Regions from separate parts of the Gossypium hirsutum genome. Here regions 2 and 3 are each linked to region 1. A link is a contact called in public Hi-C data. All regions are on one chromosome and are shown on one strand. The core of a region is the stretch at or near the end of the contact, and the rest is flanking DNA. Distances in the headings are between cores, read along the strand shown. Region 1 holds the start of LOC107926930 (protein DETOXIFICATION 49). Region 2 holds the start of LOC107927001 (RHOMBOID-like protein 3). Region 3 holds the start of LOC107926994.

Region 1 (5,140 bases), core at 1,466-3,965:
AGTTGAGTTTTGACTTTATCAGTTTGGATTTGGATCTCGTAATTGGGCCTTGAGGAAAACTAAACTCATCTCTATTATGCCCTTTGAATTGGGCTGAGTTACTCGTATCATTTAGTCTATATAAATATTCATATTGTAAGGTGTAAGTACACCGAATCAAATATTGAGTTTTTTTTTATCTCGTTTCTTTAAATTCCTCTTTTTTATTTTAATTTTAGAGTATTGATAGGTGTAATTAAATATTGATTTTGCAGTGCCGTGGGTGTGTGGCACGAGGCTAGATCTTTCATCTTGCGATCCGTGTGGCCTTAGGCGATCAGTTCGTGCCAAACTCACCTAAGTCAGCCTAATCACCACAAGTGAGGTTTTCTTTAGAATTCATTCAAGGCACCAATTTGTATAGCGGAAGCAATAATGCCAAAAGAAGCCACGAAAGAACAACAGAAAACCACAGAAAAGAACGCACGAGAGGTGTTTGAGTAAATGCTCTTAGTATTCTATTACTCTTAAATAATAATGAAACAATAGATGAATGAAGTATTTAACAAGTGAGGGGGAGGCTCTCTATTTATAGTTGAGCTCCCCTAAAATTGACGGTCTAGATCAAGTTACATCGACGGACGAGATTAGCCTATTCCTTGATTTTAGGGATTTACAAGATTACATAATATCAAATCTAATCTAATCTTTACAAGATATGATTCCTATAACCTTCTAAGATTAGTCCCCATATTTACTAAAAATAGCCTATGTTGCCATATCTTCATTATTGGGCCACCTAGGCTTTAATCTGACAGGCTTTTCCAACAATTCTTTCAATCGGGCCAGTTCTTGTGGGTAAAATGATTCACATCTGAACAATAGACCTCCATTGGATGCATTTGTTGTGCAATGGCCACGGGTTTTCTACTGGGACCCATGGCATGTGAGTGTTCTACAAAGTTAACAACTCTAAACTAATAAAAAAAATTAATTGATACAACACTAAAACTTTAAAGACTCAAATAAAATATTAAAAAACAATTAATAATTTATTTCATATATAATTTTGAAACTTATACAATGAATCTCATATAATAATCTCCTCTATTAAAATTGTAAATATATTGATTTTTTGCCTCCTTAAATATGTTGATTAATTAACCTAAAAAAATGGTGCTAAAAACGTTAGCAAACTCATAAAAAGTATAACATAAATGGACACTTTTTGTGTGGGAAAGAAGCCTATTATTCTTTGATAAATTATGATTTTAGTGATAGTGGATTGTACAAATTTGGTTATCTTTAGAATGTGGGTTGTTTTCATAAATGTAAAGTATAATTCATTTACTGAATATTAACGAAAAACTTGCTTAAACAGAAAATAACAGGGATGAAAATCTGAGTTTGTTGACTTAACCAAACAAATCTTGTTGATATAGTAACGATGGAGAGATTGTACTCACAATTTCAAGTAACAATCATGAAAAGAAGAATTAATTAACTTATTGTAGACTTCGATTTCAAAAATGATATATTAAAGTACATAAACAGGAGCATGAGTTCCCTTTGTCACAAAGAACAAAATTGCCGTTACTGTTTGTTGATCACAGTTGCTTGTACCTTTCATGTGACACTATTGGTTAATTCGAGCTTTGTGAAGTGTCCGAGGAAGATGATGGTCGATCGAGACAAACATGAAACATGTAAAGCAGGATCCCCCTCCCTTCGGCATATATCGGCGCCCGCCACCGTCCATAGCTGCTGAGTACACTGAATCCACGAAGAGCCTAGGCCTATCCGACCAATGCTAGCTCCAAGACAAAATCATAGGATTTAGTGGTAAACCCTAGCCTTATGTTTTCATAACATTATCTCTCTCTTTTTTGCCAAAACAAAAGATCAATTAAATCCCATCTCTTTTATGTGGTCCGTTAAATTGTTATTATTATATGTATATACTATAAAAAATCATTATGTGTCAGCACCATGAAAATATTACTATTTTATTCCTTATTTGACACATTCAAAAAGACTAAAAACTCAGTGATTTCTTTATTATTTGTGTGTAAAGGAGTTAGTTATGATTTCATCCTAACTTTAACCATTAACTACTTAAAACATTCATGTGTAAATCGAGTATTAATGTTTAATTCAACCTAACAGGTTAGATTCATCTTTACTAATTTAATTATAAAATTTTAAAAATAATTGGATATTTTCATAAATATATACAAATATTATTTTATACATTTTAATTTTCACTATTTTTACCTTTATCATTTTAACCTCAATCATATCAATAAAAAATAAAGAAGGTATGAAATATCAACTCAAGCCTAACAGTAACAAACAACTTGCATAGCCATGGGCATTCTTAAAAAATTATTTGGTTAGGTCCCCGAAAAGAAGAGGGTTTAAACATTATTAAAGCAGCCAATCAATTGGTGGAAATTAATAAGATAATTGAGAGGGTTGCTTGAGCAACAAAACAGTAGAGGTTCAGCAAGCTTCCTCATGTGTATAATTAGGTCCACATATAACCGTCCAAATATTTATTATGTTTCCTCAACTAAAAACGTAAAATCGGAGAGTTAAAAAGGCTTTGTTCCCCCTTTAATTAGATCAATTAAAGAAGGTAAAAGGCAAATAGGTTTTAAACCGATATCCTCATAAATACTTCACACTTGTGAAGCAATTTTAAACAAAGCGAGTTCCCATTCAGGGGTTGATTTTTCATTTGCACACCCAATTGGCAACAGTGACATCTCCTGGTCGTTCATAAAAGGAAGCTCGATCTGTCAATTGTTCTTGTCTCCACAGGTTAAAAACCCCTTTAAAACCCACATACTCTTTCCATCTTTTCAGTCCCCCCCCCCCAATTGGCTATCTCTCCTTCAAACGATTATACCCAAATTCCTCTCTGGTTTACCCTTAGTGCTCTTCCCACTTTCGTTTTCTCACCGTACCATAAAAAGGAAGTGCACAATCATGGGGGGCTTCTCCTCATCTTGCAAACAGAGTTTGGATCACGAAAATCTTGCTACAATCGTGGTACAAGAATCAGATATGTTAAGTACTCCTTTGAACCTCAAGATCCTAACAGAACAAAGACAAGACATGACTTCAGAAAAGACTTGTCTGTCTCCAATAATTGGTGAATTGAATTGCATAGCCAACGTAGCTTTCCCGATGGTACTAACGGGGCTGTTGCTCTACTCTCGATCCATGATTTCCATGTTGTTTCTTGGGCGTCTAGGGGAGCTCGCTTTAGCTGGTGGCTCACTGGCTATTGGATTTGCTAACATCACAGGGTACTCCGTTCTCTCTGGCCTTGCCATGGGGATGGAGCCCATCTGTGGTCAAGCTTTTGGTGCCAAAAGATTCAAAGTTCTTGGCCTCACCATGCAAAAAATGATACTTATGCTTCTTTTGACTTCAATTGCCATTGCTTCTTTGTGGTTCAGCATGAAAAATATCCTTCTCTTTTGCGGCCAAGATGAAAATATGGCCAATGAAGCTCAATCCTACATTCTTTATTCTCTTCCAGACCTTCTTGCACAATCCATTTTACACCCTTTGCGTACATATTTGAGGACTCAGTCTATAACTTTGCCTCTCACATACTGTTCGACTCTGGCGATTCTTCTCCACATTCCCATTAATTACCTTCTTGTTTCGGTGCTCAATCTTGGCATCAAAGGCGTTGCTTTGGGGTCCGTTTGGACGAACTTCAATCTCGTAGGTTCGTTGATTGTTTACGTGAAAATCTCCGGGGTGTACAAGAAAACATGGGGTGGAATTTCCTCAGACTGCTTCAAAGGCTGGAAATATTTATTGAATTTATCCATTCCAAGCTGCATTTCAGTTTGCCTGGAATGGTGGTGGTATGAAATCATGATTTTGTTATGTGGGCTGTTGTTAAATCCACAAGCAACTGTTGCTTCAATGGGTATTTTAATTCAAACCACATCTTTTATATACATTTTTCCATCTTCCTTAAGCTTTGGTGTGTCAACAAGAGTCGGAAATGAACTTGGAGCTAACAATCCAAACAAAGCAAAACTAGCTGCAATCGTCGGCCTCTCATCGAGCTCGGTACTCGGATTTTCCGCATTCCTTTTTGCTATATTGATTAGAAAAAAATGGGCTGCAATATTCACCCAAGACCCGGAAATCATCGCCTTAACATCCATGGTTTTGCCTATACTTGGACTTTGTGAGCTCGGAAACTGCCCACAAACAACAGGCTGCGGAGTTTTAAGAGGAACGGCGAGGCCAAAATTAGGAGCAAACATCAACTTGGGATGTTTTTACCTTGTAGGCATGCCAGTTGCAGTGTGGCTAAGTTTCTTCGCAGGGTTTGACTTCAAAGGTCTTTGGCTTGGTCTTCTAGCCGCCCAAGGTTCGTGTTTGCTAACCATGTTGTTCACTGTGATTCGCACCGATTGGGACTTTCAAGCCTGGAGGGCGCAGGAACTGACCAGAGAGGTCCCTGTTGATGATGATGACCACGCCAACCAGGATGGGAGTATGAAAGAATCTTCAGGGTTATTACATCATGACAAAAAACAAAAACAACTTACCTGTCTGATTTGAGTTAATAGCAGGGGTTGATTTTTCTAACCAATTGTTTTTTTTTTCTGTGAATTTGATCAGAATAGAATTTCTTTGTGTTTCGGAATGGAAAAAACGGAGAAACAGAACATAGATTTGTGAACCAAACAGTACAAGTTTCTTAGTCCGGCCATGTTTGTTGTGTCGTTTTGTTTGGAAATGCATCACGTTGCGCGTACAACGTAGCAATTTCTCAATCGGGTATCGAAAAATCAACATCGTACTTTGCGCGTACGAGTTAGTGTCATAAAATGACACGTGGGGTATAGGTTCAAACCCCGTTTTTCATTTGGGTGGAAAATTTAATCTAAAAAAATTGAGTTTTACGACCCAAATATCAATTCAACAAAACAAATCTAGATTTTCTCTTGCTTTTTAAAGACTACTTGACACTAACTTAGAAATGGTTTCTTTACTCATTTGGACACACCCGGCAAAGATTGAGTAGTTTCTATTTTGTCGACTGAATTTCGAACCTCAATAAATGTTATAAAGTGGAGTCCATCTTCTGTCTCTCAATTGGGATTTGTCAAATAGAAGACAC
Region 2 (5,140 bases), core at 1,356-3,855, 200 kb after region 1:
AATAGGGTTTAGTCATAATTGTCCCTTTGTCCCATTTCTTTAATCCTTCTTTTGTAGATGTGATTAAAGTTATTCATTCCTGCTTGTGACCCTTTATATAAGTTTTGCATGCTGGCAGAATTCTAAAGGCATGTAAACTACATTTGGCAATCTTTATTGGCAAACTTTAGAAAATAATCCCGACTTTTGGTGGTATCCAGTCTAGTGGGTAGGTTTTGGCATGCAGGTTAAAAGAAAAACCTATGGAATTTACGAAGCAGCCAAGAGTTTTACTGGCTCAGGCTAGAAAAGGTTTATGTACTGAAGAATCAGGGGGCAACGAGGTGACCCAAAGTCTCAGTCAGGGCAGTGAAAAGTCAAAAAAAAAAAAAACAGTACAAATTTCATTAAAATGTGTTTATCAGGGAGCAGAGAAGGGGGTCAATGTCCTATCACCTTGATATAAGATTCCAATCACTCAGTGCCAATGTATTTCTCTATAGGTGGATCAGAGCAGAGCACTGCCATTTCTATAGGTGACTTTGGAAGAAAAAAAGGTCTGAAAATACGTCAAAGATTTATCTCTACTTTCTAAGTAAACCTGCATTCAATGACAACATATATGATGTATAGAATTGCATCCATATAAGAACAACGAATTTACTAATATTCAAATATAATCTCTAAGCATATACATAGACAAATATCAACCGGAAGAAATTAATAAACGAATAAAAATAGTGAAAGAATTGAGTGAGAGAAGATGAAGACGGGGGTTAATAGTAGTAATGGTAATGGTTTCATTATTATTTTCCACAGTGCCAACTTGATGTAGGAACACAGCTCAGGTAATGGCACCAGCTGCAATGGTCATTTCCATTTTCTCCTCTAAACAGCATCACCAATCCGACTGTGAATCTGCATCCCATCCATAAATTATACAACATATCAATCTTTCCAGTCAACAGAAGGACGAAAGCTAAATTAAAATGCAGGATTTAGATACTTACCCAACTATAACCAAGACCACTGCAATCACCCAGAAAACATATTGGTATGCCCTGTGCTTAGATTTAACAGGTGCACCAGCAGGAACATGCTGACGTTGAACCCACCCGAATTGGGGACGAAGCAGCAAAACAAACCCAAGGAGAAAGCCGGTCAAGAAGCCACCGATATGTGCGAAGTTATCGACGTGAGGAAGAATCCCTACTGCTAAGTTAATGGCAATAATGACCACAAGTGTGATCAGAGCAGCAGCCTACACACATACGTCAACAAACTCACAGTTAACAATTATGCAACAAACATCAAAGCAATTACTATTTTCCAATAGAATGCAACATGTAAACATTTTTGCTTTCAAAGCGTATATATACAAAGGGCAGATGACATACCTTATTTGTGTAGATAGTCCAGTTAGTCAGAAGCTCCGATAACATTGCTCCCAGAAGGCCGAATAAAGCACCAGATGCACCAACAGAAATATTATCCTGAATGAAAAGAGATGATAGTATACTCCCTCCAAAGCCGGACAATAGATAGATAAGCCCAATACGCACTGTCAGGGGAAAAACACATATATAAGCTATAACAGCAAGATGATCAAATTCTTCATTCAGCAAGTAATGAATCAAATAATCATTAATCAAGCACTAAGAAAAGGACAGATAGAATACGGAATCCAAATTGCTGTTCAAGGCGAATTCCAATGAAGACCAAGCTCAACATGTTAGCAAGAAGATGAATAACGCCAGCATGTAGCCAGATGCAAGTGATGAGCCTCCATCCTTGCTTGCCATGCGCTACCTTGCTCCAATTTAGTGCTCCCAATTTGTCCAATCTGAATAAGAACAAAAATTAGAAAGTTAGAAAGAGCTACAATTATTGCCAATGGCATGACCTAATTAAAATCTTGCTATAGACTGAAAAAGAACAGGAAAGATACACATCATATAAAAATCCAAGGAGCCTCAAGTTCCATTCTAACCCAATTCGAAGCGGGTTTAAAACCATCAGATTTAGAGATGGGAGTAGATGCGGCTTACGTATGAGAAGAAGGACCAAAGAGAGGATTTTCTTTCAAAGGCTGAAAAGAAAGCTTGCCAAGGAACTTAGCCACGCAGCTGCCTTCAAATCCCAGATTGTTGTTAGGGCAATCATTGATATACATCACCACAAAAAAAACAGCAACATTAGCCACCACGAACATTGGAACAAGCCATGAAGTCCATTGCTTATCAGTGTTTTCTACATAGAAAGGAGATGATGATTGGTGATAGCTATTTGCTCTGTTCTTCCCATTCCTTCCTCCTCGCTCTAGATCCCCACTTGCCATCCTCCAATACAAAAACTTGGTTCTTTTTCAAGTTTAATGAATAAAATTTGTACCTTTTTTTCTTCTGTGGGGTTTTCTTTTTCAAAGGAAACTGGGATCAAACTCAAATTTATATCTATTTCGATTAGTAGAAATGGAGAGAGATTTGGGTTGTGGGTACAGATTTAACCGTTGAGCTACAGCCTACAAGTTTTTATAGCTGTCAGTCTGTCTGTCTCTATCTTTGAGCTTTGTTTCGTGGTGGTTTGTGTGATTGACTGTTGGGTTTGATAGAGTAAAAGCTTGTTCTTTACCTCCTCTTTTAAATGTAACATTGATGAACCCCAAAATCTTTAATAAAGTGATGCATTAGTTTTTTAACCTTTTGATGAAGAATGAACGTTATGGAAAGTGATTCTAACTTCGTAATTATCCCCACCTGGAAATGATCAACATTCTACATTCTATCACCTTTTAATGCCATAATAATCACGGAAAAATAAGAAAATTCCAATTTCTCATTTCTTTTAAAATATGCTATTAGTTTTTATATTTTAAAAAATTCAGATTTAATCCTTATACTTAAAAATTAAAATTTTTATTTTTTTTTGATTTAAAAATCTTAGTTAAACTATTATTGTTGATGATAGTTTTTATTAAAATTTATTAATTTAATATATTTATTTTTTGTTAATCATATCTCACATTATATAAAAATAATTTAATTAATGTGTAAAATTGATAAATTTTAACAGAAAATACTGATAATATTACTGATTAGACTAAAATTTCTAAATAGAAAAAAAAGAAAACTTGATTGCTAAATCTCAAACTTAGACGAAATACAGCATATTTTAAGCAAATAATTAATATATCTTCAATTAGTCAATGGTAGAGGTAGAGGGCCTCCAGCCATATGTGGTTGTCAATTTTTCATTTCATGCTCATCTAATTAAAGGAAAGAAAGAAAGAATGGTATTATGTATATTGAGAGTACATCTTGTAAAAGGCAGCATTGGAAACTGAGGTCCTCAAATAGTAAAATTGCTTTAAAAATTATAAGTTAATCGTTAAAAAATTGCAATTCTGATTCCTCTAAAATAGTGGCTTAGATAAAGTTTGTGAAATGAGTTATTAACAGATGGAGTGTAATAAAGAAATGAATAAAATAGGAAAAGGAATTAAAAAATATAGTTTCCTATATGGATATTTAACATATAATTTGTAAATTATTCTTTGGTTTGAAGAAAATTCCATAAACTCTGGCGTTAAGATTTTTTGGTGTAAACCTTAATTGATATATAAATATGGATATGGTAAAAATGGGTATGAAAGGCTGATGCCTTCCATGTTAAGGAGCTGATCACAAACACTCAAAATGGCAATAAAATCATTACAGGGATTGACTTTTATTATTTAAATGACACGCTGATATTACGCGGATTAGGATAGGAATTGCTCAGCAAATGAAGCGAAATTTTATAGGTGGAGTGAGTTGGCAGCAAGCCACTATGGGTTTCAGTTGGTTGGCTGGCTGGCTGGACTAGTTCCTTTGGCTTTCAACCTACGCTCTACGCCTCCGCCATCTGCCATCTGCCATCTGCCATCTGCCATCTGCCTTTTCACGTCCTTTATACTAAACCTCCTCTATTCATATATGATAGACACACGCAAATCGGACGGAGCTTATATAAATAAATAATAAATGCTGCAACTACATGCATAAATGTTGGAGTTTCAACACACTTTAACCGGGTAAAGTAAGAATTTCAAACAGAATACCAGCAGCAACGTATTATACCCGGGTAAAATATGAAGGAAAAATGCTTGAAGTTCAAGCTTTTATCTATTGTTGGGGATTTTTTAGGAAAGAGCAGAGCAGAGGAAGAAATACAGGACAGAACAAGGCAGTATTTTTACTTGCTCACAAATGTGCAGCAAGGGAGCTATGGCTTCAGCTCATTTAGCTCAATTTTTCATTAAGAAAAATAATACATTTATAGAGAAAACACATTACCAAATACTACCTACTCCCACTTAGTAGCCTAGGGACTTGCTAAGCATTACTTGTACACATCAATAAGCAGAATTATCAGCTCAATCATCACCTAAACCTATCAAAAACATCAACAACTAGTTCATTTTTAACCAAACTAAACTAAATTGCAACTACAACAGACAACATGTTGCTGCAGCATGCAGCATGCATACAAGCCGTATGCACTCAACAAAAACATAACAGTAGCATGGATGGCCAATTTCCAACACTCCTGCTTGGACTCCATGCTGCAAATGTCATTCATTCATCAAGTTTTTGAACTTGGCAGTCCTTAGATGCTTTCTTTCAAGCTGACCCTGCACAAGAACTTCATTCTCAACTTATCTTCAACCTTGGCCTCATTATCAACAGAAACTCACTGACACACTTGACAATCCCAGTCTTTTGTGCCTAAATATTCGTTGATCAAATGGAGCCTTCTCCTCCTTCATAGCAAATCTGACTTGCACACTTGACTATCCCAGTCTTTTGTGCCAAACATTTACTCATCAAATGGAGTCTTCTCCTCCTTCACTGCCTTGGTTGGTATCACCATTCAAACACATCTTGCCTTGTTCCCTTGCTAATTACAGTCCTGCTTCTTCTTGCTTCCACATGTTGTTGAGCTCGCACCTTTGACAGATTCGCATCTTTACATACTGTCTTCAGCAGGTGTCTTCAACAGGCTCGCAACTATCACTTCTCGCTAAGCTTGCAGCTTTGACATCTTGCTGAGCTTGCAACTTGCACATTTTTGCTGAGCTTGCAGCTTGCACATTGGAAAGCTCACATTTTTTCCTTTAAAA
Region 3 (5,140 bases), core at 1,650-4,149, 180 kb before region 1:
TCTTGGAAAGGAGAGCTATTATCTTCTTCTTCATCATGGAAGGGACAATCTAGAACAGACACTGGACTAAACTGTTCCTTTCCTTCCTCGTTTGGCCAATCCTGTTCCTGTCTCAGATGGTTGAACTATCAGTTGATAAAGTTGAAGTATCCAACGAGAACACAACGTCTCTAAAAAAAAGAAGAAAAAAAGGTATAATCTACCAATAAATGGAACAAGCAAAGGAGTCCTGTCCAACTTCAATCTTTAATTACCTTCCTACAGTTGTTTTATAGAATTCTTAAGTTACTAAATTTTTGGTTTGGAGATGGGAAGTCACAATCAAAATACTAAGCTACACGCAGTCACACCTTTAAAATTTTGGTTCAAATCCTAACTTGTATTTTCATTTTAATCTCCGCATGGTCACCAAATCAAATGATATAAGATAGGCTACACATATTGTTTTGGTACCAAATGAGGTAATGATGTCTGTATTTGATATCTTATCCATATGTTAAAACATTTTTGAAAATAAATATTTGAAGGTCAAATTCAAAAATTTTAAAAAAAATTAAGTTTAAAAAATAAATAAAAATTAAATTTATCACAAACCTAATACGTAAAATTGTAGAAGAAACTATACTATTAACTAATATAATATGTTTTGTCTTTCGTTTTAGAAACTGCTTAAACCAAGAACGAGATGAGAAGAACCGTAAGGTTGAGTTTGTTTCAGGACTAGCTAGTGACAGAAGATCCGGTGGTCCAAAAATTATAAACAGTGCATGCTTTTATTGTTGGCATGTTGAATTCAAAACAGACAAAAATCTAGGAACAAGTAAAATGTTTTAAAGACAAGTTACATTTGGATTAAGTCAACTCACTAACTCGACATCTGCCCACCCATTATAATAATGTTTGGAACTTCATAAAGCTAACTAATAACACAACAGTAAAGGGACCATATTGCTTAATATTATGCATTGGCAACAATAAAAAATAATTCAAAGATATTTAATATTGATTTCTTAAATGAAAATAGGACCCATATACCATACCAAATCAGCTGCCTACGATGGAGATTCATAACTAACCTAATTCCAAACTCAATTAAATATTTAAATTAAAAGCACCAACCAACAACTACCATCTTTATTATTCCTAAAACATAATTTGTAATAGAATTAGTTGAAAACATATTATCTTACTCCTTTTCATACTTTTTAACATAAGCATATATAGCAGAATAGGGTACATCTCATCTCATGTACTATTTCATATTCGTTTCGGGTTTCTACGCCGTGTAGGGGGATCTAAGGCCTCGGGTTGCTCCTTGGGAATTTAATTCCAAAGCTTCGAGATGTACCCTATCACTTCCCGATAAATATTCCACGCGTGGGAAAGTAAAGGAATCCATGCGATTGCGATCCCACTTCCAGCTGTTTCTGCCCTTCCCCAATCCTACCCTCACTAAATCTCAAAATCCCCTTCACATCCCTTACCTAATTCATCATTCCAAAAATATATGTGGTGATTAAAAGACATCAAACAATCAGATAACGCCAGCAACAGACAAAGGATAAAATTAATTTTAATTAAAATTTGAACACGCAAAATATTGAATTCAAATCAATTCATCTCCTACCAATTTACCTTTGTGAAGTTGATGGAATCCTCACCCACTGTATTGCTGACTTCTTCCTTCTGGGGTAAACTTGTTTCAGCCTCAACGATGTCGTTTTGGCTCGACCTCTCTGAATTACTGCTCCAAGTCTGTAAAACATCCGCAGTAAATTCACTTTCTGCCCAGCTGTTACTGCTTGTGTTGGAGGAGACCCTACTGGCAGTAATGGTTGTTGAGGAGTAGGAGGATGTGTCGGTGGTACTGACGTTGGTAGTCGTATTCTGATCGGACGGTTCATTTTTCTCTTCAAGAAATTCACGGAACAACTTGCAGCGTCTGATCTCACCCTGATGATCTTCCTTGTCAGCTTTTCTCCAAAAGCTTCTTTTCAAGAGCTTCCTTGAAAAATTCCTGGTAAAATGCACTTTCCTGGAACTGTTTCTTTTCATCGACAACGATGAAGATGATGACTTGACGGAAGGAAAAGGGAGTAGCTTGACGGCGTTAAGAACAACTTCTGAAGCTCTTTGCAGAGCTGAAATGGTGGCGGCACCTGGTTTCGAACGGCTTCTGAAAAGAAGCCGTTTAGTGGTGCTTGAGTAATTATCTTTGGATTTCTTCAACTCGGCCTCGAGAAGAAACCTGACGGTGGTGCAGCAACGTTGACGTGGAAACGATTTGAAACCACTAGAAGAGCAGGAACTCAGATCGTCTCTTAGGAGGAAATCTTTGAGCATCAAAGGTTTCTTCTCGAACGAAAGCGTTTTCCTAAGCTTAATATGATCAGCGGGAACACCGATCAAAGCCATATTGATGGGAGAAAAAGGTTGCAGGGTTTTAAACAAAAAAGGGTTATGTAATACGTTAATTGTTACTTACAGCTGTAAGCAATGTTGGATATGATATGATGATGAAAACTTGAAGAAGATAAGAGGGCATTTAAAATAGACTCAGAATGATCAGAACATAAGCAGCTTTTAGTACAACAGAGGAACGCAGAAATGGAAAAATTACAGAGAGAGAGGGATTTATAGAGGAAAGATTTTAAAGGTTGTAAAGATCTCTAGGGTGAAGATTTTGAAAGGTGAGAGAGAAGCTAGGATGATGCTGCACTGCTGCTTCATCTCCTTCTTCCTCTTGTTCTTGTCGATGCTTTCAGTTTTTGAATCTTAAGTTTCAATATTTTAATGGGTTTTTTGAATTGGTGAATTAAATGCATGTAAAAGTTTATTTATTTATAATTTTGTTATTACAGTGAAGGGGAAAGATGAAAGAAGAGTTTGAGAGACCAGTAGTTGACCTCTGAAAAAAATCTGAAAATGATGTGCTATCTTCCATGCATGCAGCGATACTGGAGGAAAGTCTTCACGTGCTTTGTCACGTGTGTTTGTCTTTGCAACAAATTTTATGATAAAATAGTAGTTTGATTCTCATTTTTTACCTAAACAAAAATGGTTTTGTATATTATAATTATTTTTCAAAATATATTTGTTTAAGATTTGAAAAACTTAGATCCTATACTATTTTTAAATTTTACAACATTTAGTATGTCAGGGTTGAGTTTGAAAATGTTTTGAAACTTAACATCTCTTTCTTAAAAAAATAGTCATGCTTAAAAACATATATGAGATATTGAAATTGAGTGTATATTCTTTTGATGATTATTGTTGTTTCAATTGAGAAATTAATCTTAGGAGTATAAAAATTTATAGTTATCACCTTATAAAAGATGATGATCCACCCTCCCCCTAAGTAGTGATGGGCTATGGGCTTCAGCACATCTCTTGATACCTCACAATTAAAAAAATTAGGTTGGGGCAGTTCAGTAGTAAATGGAATTGAATTATTAGGAGTTCTTTTTAGTCCAAGTCCCATAATAATAAAGACTTAAGTGATGATTTATGAGTCACTATGTTGCACTAAGGCTAATATTAGGTACTGAATGGTTGTTTATTATTTGGTTCATTTTTTCTTTTTTAAGTTTTAATCTGAGTTAAGTTAATTTCGGTACCTAGTACTTTTAGGTTTCATCAAATAATAGTCTTATACTAATTAATAATAGGGCAGATTGTATCATTACTTACTAATTTATGGGTAAGTTTTCGTTTTAGTTACTTAACTAAAAAAAGTTACAATTTGGTCACTGAACTATTTGAAAGTTTTCATTTAAGTCACTGGGATGTTAAAATTGATGTTATATAGCTTTCTTTGTTCATATTGCCTACACCAATCGGAAGTTCTTTTTCTCCTTCTCTTCTATAGTTAAGTTTTTTTATGAAATAATTTTAGACATCACAAATTTACAAACCAAAATTCAAATAGTTTCTTTTCTTCAATCTCCAATATTGACCATCATATCGAGTTAGATCTAAGGTATTTTGTTTTTCCTCCTCGAAGGGTATTGATCCACCATTCTAATTGTCAAACCGTCGCTTGAAGCTTGCTGGTGAAGCTTTTTTTTTAAAAAAAAAATATTCTAATGACTTAAATGAAAACTTCTAAATAATTTGACGATTTAAATAAAAATTTCCTAATAATTTAGTGACTAAAATAAAAATTTACCTATAGTTTAATGATTAATAGTGTAATTTACCCTTAATAATAAAAAGTGACTTCTAAATAATTAGACGAGGCTAATGGTCTAAGATATACAAAGCCTAGCCAGCTGCTATCCTTGCTCTATTCATACTAGGCCATTGATGAGGACAAAAACATGAGCTAATGAGAAGAGAGTCTTTGGCTATGAATTAGTTACAAAAAAATGATTTATCTGAGTTGAGTTTTAGATGTAAGAGGCACATTTAATTTTGTAATTTTCCATAACTAATTTAATTGTCAAAGAGCAATCAAAGTAACTATTCCAATACTTTTTTAGTTAACTCGTTCAAGACAAACTCGTAATTCAATATTCAATTCTTGCAATCCTCCTTCATCTCTAGAAGAAACAAACATTTTGGCATTGTTTGTTAGAAGTTTCAAACAAGAAGATATAAACACAACCATAGAAACAAACCCTTACCTCAACCTCTGCACCTATTTCTAATTCAATGAGCACCCAACGGAGAACACTTCGTAGCCAAAGCCAACTGCCCCACTTGGTTCTCTTGCAGCTAACACTTCTATCTTGTATCTAAACCCCAAGATATCCCAATTCAAATTTGGTAATTTTTGCCGCCTTAGCTTCTACATCTGTAGGGGCCGTTTTTGTTCCTTTTCTTCCACATCGGCTTGTGATGCATCTATTTCACAACCAAGCCCTGCATGATATGAACTCAAGAGGGTTCAAGAGTAATATACATCATGGATGGGTGAAAATTATAAAATTAAATTTACCAAATCTGCTATTTTTTAAGTTTAAAACATAAGCAAATTTGGAATGCATTTTTTGATGTGATCTAGATATTTCTAAGTTGAGTTGTTTTTTAATGGATCAAAGAATTATTTCTTAACTTTGCAACAATCGGCCTACACCGAAAATAGCATTATAAGTAGATGATTGATCAACCAAAAAGAAATCTATGTACTCAGCAATAG

The links. Hi-C and Micro-C count contacts between places; a contact is called where the count stands out from the background.
Region 2: a contact with region 1 is called in a Hi-C map of leaf, with 2.7 times the contacts expected there. The contact joins the promoter of LOC107927001 here to the promoter of LOC107926930 in region 1. A contact is called at or near these places in 8 of 34 Hi-C or Micro-C datasets (hypocotyl, leaf and seedling).
Region 3: a Hi-C map of leaf shows a contact between it and region 1, with 1.8 times the contacts expected there. The contact joins the promoter of LOC107926994 here to the promoter of LOC107926930 in region 1. A contact is called at or near these places in 8 of 34 Hi-C or Micro-C datasets (anther, hypocotyl, leaf and 2 more).

What each region holds. Positions count from the first base shown.
Region 1 is chrA08:117,633,566-117,638,705 of Gossypium_hirsutum_v2.1, forward strand. LOC107926930 (protein DETOXIFICATION 49) reads left to right here and starts at 2,716. Exons shown (of 1, transcript XM_016857875.2): 1 at 2,716-5,040. The coding sequence starts at 2,971. The coding sequence ends at 4,578.
Region 2 is chrA08:117,832,446-117,837,585 of Gossypium_hirsutum_v2.1, forward strand. LOC107927001 (RHOMBOID-like protein 3) reads right to left here and starts at 2,606. Exons shown (of 5, transcript XM_016857958.2): 1 at 2,028-2,606; 2 at 1,659-1,822; 3 at 1,377-1,540; 4 at 990-1,240; 5 at 626-897. The coding sequence starts at 2,317. The coding sequence ends at 786. It also overlaps the pseudogene LOC107927000.
Region 3 is chrA08:117,453,780-117,458,919 of Gossypium_hirsutum_v2.1, forward strand. LOC107926994 reads right to left here and starts at 2,900. Exons shown (of 3, transcript XM_016857950.2): 1 at 1,636-2,900; 2 at 1-107. The coding sequence starts at 2,415.